Linked DNA regions of Macaca mulatta: region 1 is linked to region 2. Evidence: chromatin contacts called from public Hi-C data. All regions are on one chromosome and are shown on one strand. Each heading gives the region's core, a stretch centred on a gene start, on an enhancer-like site or on the middle of the called end of the contact. The rest is flanking DNA. Distances are from core to core; before and after follow the strand shown.

Region 1 (3,300 bases), core at 684-3,183, 61 kb after region 2:
AATCACAGGGGCTTGAGGAAAAACTTTTGACTGTGGCTGGGCGCCGTGGCTCACGCCTGTAATCCCAGCACTATGGGAGACTGAGGCGGGTGGATCACTTGAGGTCAGCAGTTCGAGACCAGCCTGGCCAACATGGTGAAACTCCGTCTCTTCTAAAAATACAAAAATTTGTGGGGCGCGCTTGTAGCCCCAGCTACTCCGGAGACTGAGGCAGGAGAATAGCTTGAACCTGGGAGGCAGAACTTGCAGTGAGCCGAGATCGCGCCACTGCACCCCAGCCTGGGCAACAGAGTAGGACTCCATCCGGAAAAAAAAAAAAGAAGGAAAAAAAAGTGGACTGTGAAAACCGAATGGACTAGGAAAACTTTATACTACAAAGATACAAAAACCAAGAAAGCACCATACGCGTTTGCCTTTAACTGCTTCCCAACTTGTTTTCCTCTTCCAATTTGATTGTGGGTTCCTCTCCAGAAGGAACTCCACAGTACTTAGCGTTGGCCACATAGTAGGTTCTCAAATACTTGTTAATAAATAAGTTTGTTCGAGAAGCTGGGCAGTAATATTCTACAGCTGGAAGAAGAAACATAATGATCTAGTAATTAGCTCATTAAAAATAAACGTTCTTCATTCCTCAGAGGAGCATTTCCCAAGGCCTGTCTTGATAGCCATCCAAAACGGCCAAGCTCATCCAATCTTGCCCTAGATTTATGCTAAAATGCAGTTACAATCTATAGGATGACAGAAAAAGAAAGCACTTATTTAAATATAATAGGCACTTATTTAAATAGGAGAAGCTGTGACTTCATAGCAAGTGTTGGGGTTAGGAAACTGGGTGGATAAACTTGCTGATGCTGTAGATCTTAGTCTCTACATGAGATCACGTGGAAAATCTGAATTTGAAAGCTTTTTAGCTTCCTTATGTTTGCAATCAAATGACTGTACACCTTTTAATTTAAAAAGTACCATGAGGCACACACACACTCGCAGGAACTTTTTGGCGTAACAAAACTAGAATTAGATCTAAAGCTAACTGTAGGACTGAGTCTATTCTAAACTGAAAGCCTGGACATCTGGAGTACCAGGGGGAGATGACGTGTTACGGGCTTTGATAAAAGCAGCTGGCTTTGAATGGAAGGAGCCAAGAGGCCAGCACAGGAGCGGATTCGTCGAGCTCACGGCCATCGAGCCGAACCTCTCGCAGGTCCGTGAGCCGTTAAGGAGTCCTCCAGTCCAGACCCTTCGCCCCAAGCCCCTCGGGGTCCCCGGGCCTGGTACTCCTTGCCACGCGGGAGGGGCGCGGAAGCCGGGGCGGAGGAGGAGCCAACCCGGGGCTGGGCTGAGACCGGCAGAAGACGACGCTCTAGGGATTTGTCACGGACTAGCGAGATAGCAAGGCTGAGGACAGGAGGCTGATTGGGGGGCGAAGGTACACCCTAATCTCAACACAACCTTTGGGGCTAAGCTAGCAATGGTAGAGGAAAGATTCTGGACGTCCCTTCCAGGCCGCCACCTCGTCGCCTCCCCCTCCCCCTCCTCTTCCCCCCCCGCCCCGGCCGGAGCTGAGAGTAATTCATACAAAAGGACTCGCCCCTGCCTTGGGGAATCCCAGGGACCGTCGTTAAACTCCCACTAACCTAGAACCCAGAGATCGCTGCGTTCCCGCCCCCTCACACGCCCGCTCTCGTCATCACCAAGGTGGAGAAGAGCATGCGTGAGGCTCCGGTGCCCGTCAGTGGGCAGAGCGCACATCGCCCACAGTCCCCGAGAAGTTGGGGGGAGGGGTCGGCAATTGAACCGGTGCCTAGAGAAGGTGGCGCGGGGTAAACTGGGAAAGTGATGTCGTGTACTGGCTCCGCCCTTTTCCCGAGGGTGGGGGAGAACCGTATATAAGTGCAGTAGTCGCTGTGAACGTTCTTTTTCGCAACGGGTTTGCCGCCAGAACACAGGTAAGTACTGTGTGTGGCTCCTGCGGGCCTGGCCTCTTTACGGGCTATGGCCCTCGCGTGCCTTTTATTACTTACACGCCCCTGGCCGCTGTACGTGATTCTTGATCCCGAGCTTCGGGTTGGAAGTGGGTGGGAGAGGTCGAGGCCTTGCACTTAAGGAGTCCCTTCGCCTCGTGCTTGAGTCGAGGCCTGGCTTGGGCTCTGGGGCTGCCGCGTGCGAATCTGGTAGCACCTTCGCGCCTGCCCCGCTGCTTTCACTAAGTTTCTAGCCATTTAAAATTTTTGATGACCAGCTGCAACGCCTTTTTCCTGGCGAGATAATCTTATAAATGCGGACCAGGATCTGCACACTGATATTGGGGTTTTGGGGGCCGCGGGCTGCGACGGGGCTCGTGCGTCCCAGCGCACATGTTCGGCGAGGCGGGGCCTGCGAGCGCGGCCACCGAGAGTCGGACGGGGGGAGTCTCAAGCTGGCCGTCCTGCTCTGGTGCCGGGCCTCGCGCGGCGGTGTGTCGCCCCGCCCTGGTCGGCAAGCCTGGCCCGGTCGGCACCAGTTGCGTGAGCGGAAAGATGGCCGCTTCCCGGCCCTGCCGCAGGGAGCTCAAAATGGAGGACGCGGCGCCCGGGAGAGCGGGCGGGTGAGTCACCCACACAAAGGAAAAGGGCCTTTCCCTCCTCGGTCGCCGCTTCATGTGACCCCACGGAGTACCGGGCGCCGTCCAGGCACCTCGATTAGTTCTCCGAGCTTTTGGAGTACGTCTTCCTTAGGTTTGGGGGAGGGGTTTTGTGCGGTGGAGTTTCCCCACACTTGGTGGGTGGAGACTGAAGAGTTAGGCCAGCTTGGCGCTCGATGTAATTCTCCTTGGAATTTGCCCTTTTCGAATTTGGATCTTGGCTTATTCTCAAGCTTCAGACAGTGGTTCAAAGTTTTTTTCTCCCATTTCAGGTGTCGTGAAAACTACCCCTAAAAGCCAAAATGGGAAAGGAAAAGACTCATATCAACATTGTCGTCATTGGACACGTAGATTCGGGCAAGTCCACCACTACTGGCCATCTGATCTACAAATGCGGTGGCATCGACAAAAGAACCATTGAAAAATTTGAGAAGGAGGCTGCTGAGGTATGGGAAAGATGAACTAAAATGAGTTTTACCAGCAGAATCATTAAGTGGTAGTGATTTCCCCAGAACTAGTGAGTGGTTTAGATCTGACCCTACTTATTAAAATAGTTTGCTTTTGGTTACTTCTGTAACCGTATTGCTAGTGAGTAGTTTCGATTTGGATATTAATAGTCAAGATCCTACTTTAAAAAGTTTGCTTTTTGGTTGCTTCTGTAACCCTATCTAAGTGACTAA
Region 2 (3,368 bases), core at 558-3,057:
ATTTTTAGTAGAGACGAGGTTTACCATGTTGGCCAGACTGGTCTCGAACTCCTGACCTCAGGTAATCCACCCAGATAGGCCTCCCAAAGTGCTGGGATTACAGGTGTGAGCCACTGCACCTGGCCAATAAATAGAAATTTTTGATCTCATATATTGTTTTTTTCATATGTTGTTTTCTGCTGCCCCCAAAATTAAATAAATGTGTCAACTGCTTTTTAATTTTTTTTTCAATAAGGTTCCAGGTCAACAGTAGTGCAAGCTTTTAATGAACAAATATGCTAACATCAAAATAAATTATAAGTGGTAATTATTAGCAAATAGTTCTGAAAGTATTTGAGAGTAGCTTAGTTTTGTATATGCAAAATACTTCTCCCAGTTATTCTACAAGTATTTATTGAGCATCCACTATGTACTAGGCATTGCGTTTTGCACGAGGACATAGAAGTGGAAAATAATAATAATAATAAGCCAAGTCCCTTTTCTCCTGGAGCTCACATTTTTATTTATCAAACGTTTTTCTTTATAAGCTCCAGCCTTCAAAACCTCTCATGTAAAAGCATTATTATCCACCCAGCAAGCAAATCCAATGGGAAAGAAGCGTGCCAACTGACCTTGAGAATCCAGTTTATGAAAGAACATGAGACAAACGCTGAAGACAGCAGTTTGTATTAGCCATGGTAAGGTCTTTCTTACTTCAGCCTTTGTTTCATTTTCAGGAAATCAGAAATAGAGGCATCTGAGTTTAGACACCATTGCAGAGTAGATTATCTTATCTCCTCTCTGGATGTTCAAAATAAAATTCCCCCAAATATTGGGACCAAAGCTATCACAAAAACAAAACAAACAAACAAAAAAGCCGGCCATGGTGGTGTGTGCCTGTGGTCTCAGCTACTCAGGAGGCTGAGGTGGGAGGATAGCTTGAGCCCAAGTGGTTAAGGCTGCAGTGAGCCAAGATCACACGACTGTCCTCCAGCCTGAGTGACAGAGCCAGACGTGGTCTCAGAAAAAAGAAAAGAGAGAGAGAAATTCCCCCAAACAGAAAAAGACTGATGTAACATTTAAATATGAAGGCAGGAAGAACACAATAGGAAATGGCTGGTTCCTCTCAGTAAAAGCATGTTACTGCCTCAGAAGAGGAGACATGGGGTAAATATCTAATTTCAGTTAAAAAATAAATTATCTTTCTCATAGACATGCAAATTAAGACGGATCACAAAGCCTTTTCAGATGCCTCTGCCTTTTAGAGCAACCGTAAGCAGAAAAGCCAACTATAAAAGTTTGTACTCTCAAAGGATAATATAGAAAATTCTTTCTAGGAGCTCTGCAATGGAAAGCTGTGAGCATAAGCAATACTGAAAGGAAATGAAATGTAAGGAATTTTCTGCCCCCTTTTCTTATGTGCCTGGAGGAGGAAGAACACTAGTAATTTTCCAAGTATCTGTTTACTTTCACTTTATCTTGATGTTGGGGGAGGCGGAAACTTAGAAGTGTTACATCACTACCAGTCCTGTGCTTGCGAGTGAGAAGCCACCGTTGCACAACTGAGCTAAAAAACTATTGAAACTATCCGTTTCCCCTCACACACATTCTCAGTCTTAATCGTCTAGACTTTGGTAGAGGGGTAGGAATATACATGTATATTGTATTAAATCTTTTTCTTAAGCACTCTCACCGTCAGAAACAACTGAAATATGCTAACATGTCCAACAGTGTTATCGCCTCTCCGATCAAGTGTGCATCGTGGTCCCGGTCATGCTTTAGAGCACCACAAATAGCCCCTTGTGTTAAGCACATTTTACAGCCCTCACTCTACAGCCTGAAACTTGAACTTTCTCCAGAAGTTTTGTTGATATTGAAAGTGATCTGGAAAGGATAAAGAGTCTGGTCTTTTTAAGGCTTAAGAACTGTTTTGGGCTTGGCATGGTGGCTCACACTTATAATCCCAGCACTTTGGGAGGCTGAGGTGGGAGAAGGAGGCCGAAGGTGACCTTAAGTGTAAGGTCAGGAGTTTGAGATCAGCCTGACCAACACAGTGAACCCTCGTCTCTACTAAAAATACAAAAATTCACTGGGCATGGTGGCGTGAGCCCGTAGTCCTAGCTACTCAGGAGGCTGGGGCAGGAGAATCACTGGAACCTAGGAGGCAGAAGTTGCAGTGAGCCGAGATCACACCACTGTACTCCAGCCTGGGCAATAGAGCAAGACTCCATCTCAGAAAAAAAAAAAAGAAGAAGAAGAAGAACTGTTTTGTATGAAGTAATGAATACTGTTAGAGGAAATTCAAGTCTGTATATTGTATAAATCACCCATATAATATGTAATTTTTTTTTTTTTTTTTTTTTTTTTTGAGACAGAGTTTCGCTCTGTCACCCAGGCTGGAGTGCAGTGGCACAATCTCAGCTGACTGCAACCTCCACCTCCTGGGTTCAAGCAATTCTCCGCCTCAGCCTCCCCAGTATCTGGGATTACAGGCGCCCGCCACCACACCTAGCTGATTTTTTTGTATTTTTAGTAGAGACGGGGTTTCACCATCGTGGCCAGGTTGGTCTTCAACTCCTGACCTCACGATCCACCCACCTTGGCCTCCTGAAATGCTGGGATTACAGGCGTGAGCCACCATGCCCAGCCTACAATATCTATTATAATGCACTTCTCTTTTTTTTAACACTAAGAAGATATTTCAGGCTGGGCGTGGTGGCTCACATCTGTAACATCTGCAATCCTAGCACTTTGGGAGGCTGACGCAGAAGGATTACTCTAGGAGTTCAAGACCAGCCTGGGCAACATAGTGAGACCCCCCCTCCTCTATAAAACAATAAAATAAAACAAAGAAAAGAATGAAAAAAATGTATAAAGAAAAAAAAAAGAAGGCCGGACACAGTGGCTCACACCTGTAATCCCAGCACTTTGGGAGGCCAAGGCAGGTGGATCACCTGAGGTCAGGAGTTCGAGCCCAGCCTGGCCAACATGGTAAAACCCTGTCTCTACTAAAAATACAAAAAGTAGCTGGGCGTAGTGGTGGGCACCTGTAATCCCAGCTACTAGGGAGGCTGAGAGAGGAGAATTGCTTGAACCCGGGAGGTGGAGGTTGCAGTGAGCCAAGGTGGCACCACTGCACTCCAGCCTGGGCTACAAAAACAAAACTCCATCTCAAAAAAAAAAAGGAAAAAAGAAAAGGAAAGGAAAGAAGAAAAGAAATGCACACTAAAGCTATAGTGAAATATTACTTTAGATTCATCAGATTGGCAAAAATTAGAAAACATGGCCAGGCATGGTAGCTCATACCGGTAATCCCAGCACTTTGGGAGGCCGAGGCAGGCGATCACCTGAGGTCAGGGGCTCGAGACTCAACCTGGCCAACATGGCAA

What was found. A called contact is a pair of places that touch in the nucleus more often than the background predicts.
Region 1: a contact with region 2 is called in a Hi-C map of blood, with 3 times the contacts expected there. The contact joins the promoter of EEF1A1 here to the enhancer-like site in region 2. A contact is called at or near these places in 4 of 14 Hi-C or Micro-C datasets (CD4 T cells, blood, cortical neurons and 1 more).

The regions. Positions count from the first base shown.
Region 1 is chr4:112,150,626-112,153,925 of T2T-MMU8v2.0, forward strand. It overlaps EEF1A1 (eukaryotic translation elongation factor 1 alpha 1), which reads left to right and starts at 1,934. Exons shown (of 8, transcript NM_001195750.1): 1 at 1,934-1,946; 2 at 2,893-3,066. The coding sequence starts at 2,923.
Region 2 is chr4:112,090,129-112,093,496 of T2T-MMU8v2.0, forward strand. No RefSeq gene overlaps it. Among named protein-coding and RNA genes, the nearest start is that of EEF1A1, 61 kb to the right of the region's middle. Within about 2 kb of position 1,808, at least 24 of the 40 cell types and tissues checked have an H3K27ac peak or open chromatin away from gene starts, as enhancers often do. A contact at or near this core is called in CD4 T cells and blood, where this site is marked.